Linked DNA regions of Mus musculus: region 2 is linked to region 1. The links are chromatin contacts, called in public Hi-C maps. All regions are on one chromosome and are shown on one strand. Each heading gives the region's core, a stretch centred on a gene start, on an enhancer-like site or on the middle of the called end of the contact. The rest is flanking DNA. Distances are from core to core; before and after follow the strand shown. Region 1 holds the start of Cln8 (CLN8 transmembrane ER and ERGIC protein). Region 2 overlaps Arhgef10 (Rho guanine nucleotide exchange factor (GEF) 10).

Region 1 (4,092 bases), core at 888-3,387:
AGCGAGGGACAGATTGGGAGCCTTGCCTGTGAGTCTCTCTGCCACTTACTTCTGAATCGGGTACCCCATGCGTGAGTTGTGGACTGAGGCTTGTCATTGGAGTGCTGAGCCTTGCCTATGAGCCTCTCTCTGCCATCTGCTTCTGAGTCACCATGCCAGTGTTGTGAACTGATGCTTGTCACTGTAGTGAATAAACCTTGAGGTCAAATGGTTATCTGGACTCTTTCCTTCCCAGCCTTAAGCTGGGCGTGACTAGCATGCTGACTCTCACATCTTAGCTCGGCACTCTCTGGTTACTCAAGGCAGGTACCCTCCCACACTGGCTGATACCCTTCCTTGACATATCATAGAGCAATAGATGGACTGTAGGCACGAGGATTCTCCTAACACTTTCAGAAATCACACACAGGCAGCTGGCCAAAGTATTTTCCCAGTGCCAAAAGACATGTATGCTTAACAAAGCTGAAAAGAAAACGTATAAGCCTGGAAATAGAGAACTGAAACCCGTTCTCCTCCGAGAGAGCCCTAAGCAATACCACGGGTTTGGGGGCACATGCTGAGTCAGTCTTTCTCTAGATAAAACGTTTCCTTTTTATTAACAGAAAGGAATAAACACACGGCAGCTGTTTACTCTGCCTTTGCCTTTTGCAGCACATCGGGCATGCCCCTCACTAATCCTGTCCCACGTGGTTCTCAGTGGCCTAAGAGAAACACTACTGGGACTTATTTACCTATCCACTAACTATCCTAGCCGGATTCTCCAGATTCTCACTATCCGAAGAGATTCGGTCCTGAATAGCACAGGGAGAGCTTTCAAGGTCTAGGAGCTTTGTTTCCATAACAACTAGCACCTAGAGGCTAGGGCGGGTCTACCAGAGCTTGGGTGGGTGTAGTGGAATCTCATATTTTCAGAATATCTGAGGTTTCCTTAATCATAGCCTTTCCCACTCTTCCTAGAGAAAAGTTTAAATAAAAAAATACAAAACACGGGAACAAGTCCAGTGTATAGCTACAGATTTCATACATAAACACGGTCAGAAAACAAATATCGATACCGACATGAATTCAAACAGTACTTAGGAGCAGCCACCTACTCTGTCATTCCGACGACTCTGAAAGCCTTCTAAAAGGGCTTAGGCACCCTTTTCTAAGGCAGCAGCACCCTAGCCCCAGGACCTCCCACGGTGTGCTGAGAGCTAGGGGTCCTTCCTATTCCCGCTCCCCTTCACTAAGTGCTGACACCACCCAGTCCTACCTCGCGGAGATCTGACCAACATCGCCTTTCACCCTCTGGTCCCATGATGATCCACACTCAAGTTCCTCATCCCCTAGCACTGTACAGACCTAGCCCAGCGACCGTGGTCCATCACTTTGCTGCCCCAAGTTCTCTTGCGACCCAGGTCGACCTATCCAGTCGGACCCAGTCTGAATCGTCCACCCGCGCCCACGGTGGCCCAGGACCTATACACCAAATGGAATGCTTCCTCCTCGGGTGGCCAAGCAAAGACTGCGCTGCTGCAGGCAGGTGTATACAGGGTGCCCTTCACGTCTCACCTGCATTCAGGTGAGCAGAAGGGGGGCGCCGCCTCTTGGTCCATCAGCTGCTTAGACTCGCTGTCCCAGGAGCTCCTGAGCCGTAGACACACCTCGTGACCGGAGCCAGATAGAATACCGGTCGCTGAGTGGCACTGGAGACTAGGGCCCCACGCCCATCTGTGTCCCCGCCTCAGCTGGGCACCCCGCTTTCAGGCCATCCCGCCCCTAGCACCGGAGAAATCACCCACGACAGTGTCGCGCGCTGAGCAAACACTATCCACTGCGCACGCGCACTGCTGAAGCCCTAAGCCTCGCCTCCCTAGGACGCTACCAAGGTAGACTCGGGGGGCACGAGTTGGGGTAGGATCATCCCATCCAGCGCCATGGGGGTGCCTGGAGCAGGCTACACAGTTCGCAGCGCGCTATGCTAGATTTGACTATCGTAGCTCAAGTTGGTGCTGGGACCTTAAGAGTGGTACGGAGGGATCAGTGGAGGAATTCCTCAACCCCCACCCCAACTGACCTTCCACGATCCTCTGTGTGGACCGTCCCCCAAGACCCTCCTACGTACACCCCTTCACTCCCTGTCCCTTCCCTCTTTCCTAAGTCCCTAAGGCCTCTGACGTCAGAGCGCAGAGGTGAAACGCAAGCGCACGCGTCTCCTGGTTGGTGCTGCCAGAGCTCCAGGCGACTGCATGGAGTCGAAAAACTTGCTCAGGCCGACAAAATGGACCGCACTGTGTCCCTTGCTACAGCAGCATTGTCTTCCAGGCGGTGGTAACCAGCTCCTGTCTGCACAAGTACAGTTCGGGCTTACGGTCCCTTAGGAAAAGGTGGCTGTGAGGCGTGTGCAGAGCTACCCTGTGCTCCTGCTAAGAGCCGAAGCTAATTCAGAGCCAGCATTATGAGAAGAGCAAAGACCTCCCGACCCATTCCATGTACCTACTAACCAAGCGGGGCTGGTAGGGTAGCGGTGAGAGGTGCGGAATCAGTCCCCTCTCTCTGAGCAGATAATCAGCACTTAGTACCCTCATCTACCTAGCATAGCAGGAAAACCAACCTGGCTCGGGATTCACGTCTGGCCTCAGCACTCCTTGTGCAATGTCTGCTAGTCAGGTGCTTGCAATTGCCTGGCCCTTATCTAGACAGGGCAATTGCCCACCCTACCCTGGATTGCAGACAGGTGGCCACATAACAGAGTCCTCCCTAGAGCCCTTTATCATACCATATCTTGATAATTAACAAGATAGCTGGTTTAAAAGACTAGAAGGAATAGCGTCCTGTACATACCCACCCTCCTGGTTCTGATATTGTCTCTGAACACCCAGGAATTGCAACATAGTTAACCAGGCCACCTGCAGAAATACCTTTGAGAAACATCACACAAGATGGATAGAATGGCTAATGAGCTGTGACTTCAGCCCTGTGCCCCTGTGACTTGTGATAAGGGTCCCTTTACAGCAAAGATTTTACACCGACGTTCAAGTTCTGTTATTTTCCTGAGGTTTCATCAATATTTGGTGCACCCCAGAGTCCATGGTTGGCACCTTAGTTTTTCCACTTGGCTGGTATGAGCAATAACATAGTTTCAAGACCACCCTAAGCTGCTTGAAACCCTGTGTCAAAATAACAAGAGAGATCTGGGTGTGTAAACAGCGTTTAGTAATACTGACCTTTGGCCAGGTGGAGATAGGAAGGTCAGGGGTTAAAGGTCATCTTCAGGGAAGGAGTTGATTTTAAGGTCAGCCTGGGTTAGACTGTTTACAAACACACCTTTCCTATCTGACCGCAGTTCCTGCATCATCACCTGCAAGTTTGCACCCCAGGCACTGTTTCCATCTGGCCAGCCTGGCTGGATGTCTCCTCTAAGCCCTCCTTAAGCCTCTCTTGTGTCAGGTTCCCACACCACACAGCTCACTCATCCATCCAGATGTTACAGTTGCCTGTCCCAGGCACTATGACCTCGACTGTTAGTCTCAGGCAGTTGCCCTCTGTTACTGTGTCATAGGCCGTTTGGAGAAGGCAAACTGGAATGACTTTAATGGAGGTGGGGGGGGGGGTTAATTTAACCCTCATTTCCTGGTAGCAAAATGTACTCATTGCGATATTTCATTGTTTCTTCAAGAAGACATCTCTTTCTACCATGCGAGTCCTGGGTATTAATGTTCAGTGTGGCATGCCCAGAAATACACACAAATAAAATAATAAACAGATTATTTTTTTCTTACAAGGCATTAGCAGGTAGACAATAAGAATTCTCTTGCCAGGTATTTGAAAGAGAGAAGGAGTGGGGGTGGGGTGGTATATGTGAGAGGAAGGGAGGGGAGAAATGATGTAATTATATTATCTCAAGAAAAAAAAGAAGGCATTTCTCCTATCTAATTCTTGCTTTTGGACTCAAATGTGGTGGAGTTCTCAAAGGGGTGTGTCTCTGGGTGAGATAGGGAGAGAGATTCCTAAACTTCAGTGCACGGAGTCATTTCCCAGAGATCAGTAGTATTCATGGGACCAGGAGGCACAGGCTCTTATATCTATCTAACTCATATGGTATGTTAA
Region 2 (4,003 bases), core at 136-2,635, 77 kb before region 1:
TAAATAAACATGAACAACAATACCACATCATTAAACTGAAATGCCCCCTGGGGATGGCAGGGCCCTTAATTCGTCCTGCGGATCCCATCTGTAAGGCATGCTGTAAAGCGGGGGGATGAGGAAAGGCTAATCAAGGGAGACATTAACAGATGAAGTCACATGCCCACCAAGTCACCACCTCAAAGGGCATGGCACTCCACCAATATCAGCAGCAGGACAATGATACGCGTCATGCCAAGGCATGGGCGCACCCACAGTGAGAAGCAGAGCAAACTTCTAGAAGGCGGAACAACTGCCTCGCTGCTGAAGAGTGTGAAAAGCTGCTGTCAGAAGCTGCCATTCCCTGAGGTAATCTCTGAGCTTCCTTAAAGACAGGAGATCAGCATCGGCCTGCAAAGTGTGGTCTGCAGGTCTCCAGGACTCCCCACATTGTAGTGGGCTGGTGCAGACCTTGTCATCACTGAGGTGGGGCCACCTGCCGTGCAGCTTTCCGCCTTGGCTGGCTTCTTTTGAGGTGTCAACTGCCCTGCTCTTCTCTGAGATCCTGCTGCCTGCTGAGACACCTTTGAGACATCCATGTTGCGCTGGGTCTTCCGGGCTGGCAGCTACAGTCACCAAGGATGGACTGGCCGGGGAGGGGGAGGGGCGGGTGGGGGGGGGGGCTTCTCCCTTTTAAGCACAGTCTCTTAGTAAACTCACGGGCCTTGATCAGAGAAAATTTGTCTTGGCTTCATTATTTCTCTCGCCGTCTAGTCTCTCTTTCACCCTAAGCCTGCCTTCCAGGAGTACCCAGTTCATGTAGGTCGCGGGCGGCTTGCAACTACAGATTGGCGCCTGAACAGGTTCTTCTTAACAGGACATACAGCAATGCTTCTGAGCTCAGCGTGAGGACAGCACCCCTCTCCTGGGGAGTAGCTCCTCTGAGCTGCTCCACACTCAGCCTCTAACCCCACACCTCACCCTCAGACAGTGGGCAAGCCCGGCTCTGTTCTGCTCTGCTTCGCTGGCTGGCTCCTCTTTCCCCCACTTTCCTGTGGTTAGCACCTGCTGTGGCCTTCACAGTGCTATGGGAGAGGTGGTGGTTGTCCGGGATGACTCAGCTTTGCACAGAAATTGGGATGCAAAGGTCACAGCAGCACACAGGCCTCCAAGAGAACGAATCCTTTTCCGGTTTTTCCTTCCACGGGAGTTGGTCAAGCCATCCTGCTTTGTATTTTTTCTTAAGGTTTCTTACTGATCCTAACCCCATTCTCCATTTGCCTAGTACAAGTCACCAACAGAAAGATGCTTTTAAAAAAAATGTAAGTCTGTGCGTCTACTCTGGATCAGAGTCATCAGTGGCTGTCTGGATACTGAGGATCAACCCTGGCTACAAACACACTTTAGGACTGACTGCAGTATAAACAGTCATCACTGTTCACAGAGGCCCAACACAACCTGCAATAGACACTCCTGAGTAATTTAATGGGTGTTCTAACGGCGCATAGAAAGATATTCAGTTTCCCCTTGGATACAATTGCAATGAATTGTGACAATTTGGAAAGACATTCCCTTCCTGTGTGTCCCCTCCCTCCATTCTTCCCTCCCTCCTCTTGCTGCTCATCTCCCTGCGATCCACTGGGATGCTCTAGGCTGCCCCGTGGTATTTCAGTTCTAGCTCAGAGTCTAGATAAAGGTGCATCTTGCTTTAAGTGGGGGCAAATTCAAGAGTCTAATAGCTGATACTGTGTTCAAAGAGCTAGCCTACTAGGCGGTGACCAATACTGTGTTCAAAGAGCTAGCCTACTAGGCGGTGACCAATACTGTGTTCAAAGAGCTAGCCTACTAGGCGGTGACCAATACTGTGTTCAGAGAGCCGACCTACTAGGCAATGACTGAGCTGAATGGCCTAACATTCTAGGAATTAGAGGAGCAGAAAGGATTTTTCCTAAATGCTCATGTCCAACCAAAAGGCTGAGCGAGTTTAAGTGTAGGCTTTCGTGCTTCTGAGTGTGTCAGAAACAAATTAACCTGAAGGTTAACGCTTGTTAAGGTTTATGGAGCGTTCCCGTTCATGGGTTTAATCGGAAGCAGAGGTCACCGATGGACTAGCTAGTCTTTCTTCCCGTTTAAACAGGCAGAGGGGAAATGGCAATGGCTCCTGCTCTCAGATCAAAATCTCTAGGCCAAATGGTGACCAGTGATAGCAATTCCAACCACTGTGCAGTGCTGAGTCACCCACAGCACTGCTGTCCCTCCACTGTGCAGTGCTGAGTCACCCACAGCACTGCCATCTCTCCCACCTCACTGTGAAGGCCACACACATGAGCTCATTGTGGAGAACCAAGGAAAAGCGGAGACAGGCAGCAGAGAGCAGAGCCTGCCTGTGGTCTTCCCATACCACCTTCGACCAATGAGGCGCAGACACCGGGCTCTGCCATGTCAAGACAGACAGACTGACAGACTGAGCTGTCCCAACAGACGCGCCATCCCAGTTCCAGTGGGGAACTGGGGCCAGGCTTGCAGGGCTGTCACTTACGTGGCTTCGCGTTGGCCACCACGGCCAGGCTCTCAGGTGAGTGTGCAGCGTGGTGCCGACAGTGCTCCCCGGCGCCAGAGCCTCCATTGTACTGAATCACATCCACGTGACCTAGAGGGACACTCCACTTGAGCAGGTACCTCTGGCTCATCACGGCATGGCTTTCATGTGAGTTCCTAGAGCAAACAGAAGCCTGTCACTTTATGGATTACCACAGGACCAAGCTCCCATGCCGCCTCCGGTCCCTCACGCAGCCTGGAGCAGCCGTCTAGTTGTCATGGCACTCGGAATCCTCATGCAAACAGCAGTCACTGGCTCCAGCTAAGACCTCCAGCAGGAAGGGCAGGGGAAATCCTCTACAATTCCACCAAGACCTGTGAACTCATGGCCACAGGGTCCGAGGATTCTGGATAAACTATCCCAAGTGTGCAGAGACGTTCTCTGATCTGACTCCAGCTTCCCCCTTATTCCTATGCAGTTACTTTATAACCACATCAATAAACTCAAGTCACAGCTCACACTCCACGACTAAAGCACTGGCCGAGTACACAGAGGTGAAACAAAAACCTAAGGCTTCTCTTCTTTTACCATAACGTGGAACATGGACACAGAGAAACGCACACACCTGTGATCAGAGGAGCTGCTCAGCCTGCAACTCATGTAATTATGCGCACACACAGCGACAGCCTTGCACACAGCCTCTGCCTGGCCACCCTGACCCTCGTGGTCACCGTCCTTCATTTGCTGACCACAAGTCAGAGGCTTGGTGAGTGGAGTGACTCTGGCTCTCAAGAGTCACCCCACATATCCTCTGCCCAAATCCTGTGGTAGTGGGAGAAAGGTGACCCCCTACTCACAAGAGCCATGGTGGCAATAAAGTGTCAGGTGATGCCAGCAGAAGCTGCTCGCCAGCTAAGGGCGCTGGCTCCACAGCAACCCATGCTATCCGAGAAAGCACCAAGGGTGCAGCGTTAAACACGGAGGATACTGCATTTAATACAAGATGGGTTCTCTTCCATGCTACCTACCCTAGAGGATCCTGCCCTCCCAGATCTCCTCAGCTTAGCTCAGTAGCTAAGCGCCAAGGAACCGTTCTCACGCCAAACTGAGGGAAAGAACTAATGGGGACTAAGTGTGGACAGATCCAAAGGAGAAATATCTATCAGAGGTATATTTGGAGAGTCAGCTATGTGACAACAAAGGGCCCCAGGTGACAGGGAGTAAGAGGACTCTGTTCAGAGCCAGCTCCAGCACCAGTCTTCCTGAGATCACCTGTATGGCACCCGATTTCCGCCGGCAGACCCACGGACCCACAGGATTTAAAACTCAGCTCACAGAGCTGGGGTTACAGCTCAGTCCCAGAGTCTGTCTGTCATGAATAGTGCTCTGGGTTTCACCCCCAGCACTGCAAAATAAATAAACAGACATAAAAATAAATAAATACTAACGATGATGGTAATCACAAAAGCCTGCAATGGGTGTCCT

The links. Hi-C and Micro-C count contacts between places; a contact is called where the count stands out from the background.
Region 2: a Hi-C map of CD8 T cells shows a contact between it and region 1, with 3 times the contacts expected there. The contact joins the enhancer-like site here to the promoter of Cln8 in region 1. A contact is called at or near these places in 2 of 39 promoter capture datasets (liver and pre-B cells), 3 of 484 Hi-C or Micro-C datasets (CD8 T cells and Th1 cells), 3 of 115 datasets of contacts at active chromatin or transcription factors (embryonic stem cells and extraembryonic endoderm stem cells) and 2 of 9 other capture datasets (adipose tissue and liver).

Annotation. Positions count from the first base shown.
Region 1 is chr8:14,886,581-14,890,672 of GRCm38.p6, reverse strand. Cln8 (CLN8 transmembrane ER and ERGIC protein) reads right to left here and starts at 2,137. Exons shown (of 3, transcript NM_012000.3): 1 at 1,555-2,137.
Region 2 is chr8:14,962,778-14,966,780 of GRCm38.p6, reverse strand. Arhgef10 (Rho guanine nucleotide exchange factor (GEF) 10) reads right to left here. Exons shown (of 29, transcript NM_172751.3): 18 at 2,519-2,694. Among named protein-coding and RNA genes, the nearest start is that of Gm16350, 3.6 kb to the right of the region's middle. Within about 2 kb of position 1,385, at least 32 of the 459 cell types and tissues checked have an H3K27ac peak or open chromatin away from gene starts, as enhancers often do. A contact at or near this core is called in CD8 T cells and Th1 cells, where this site is marked.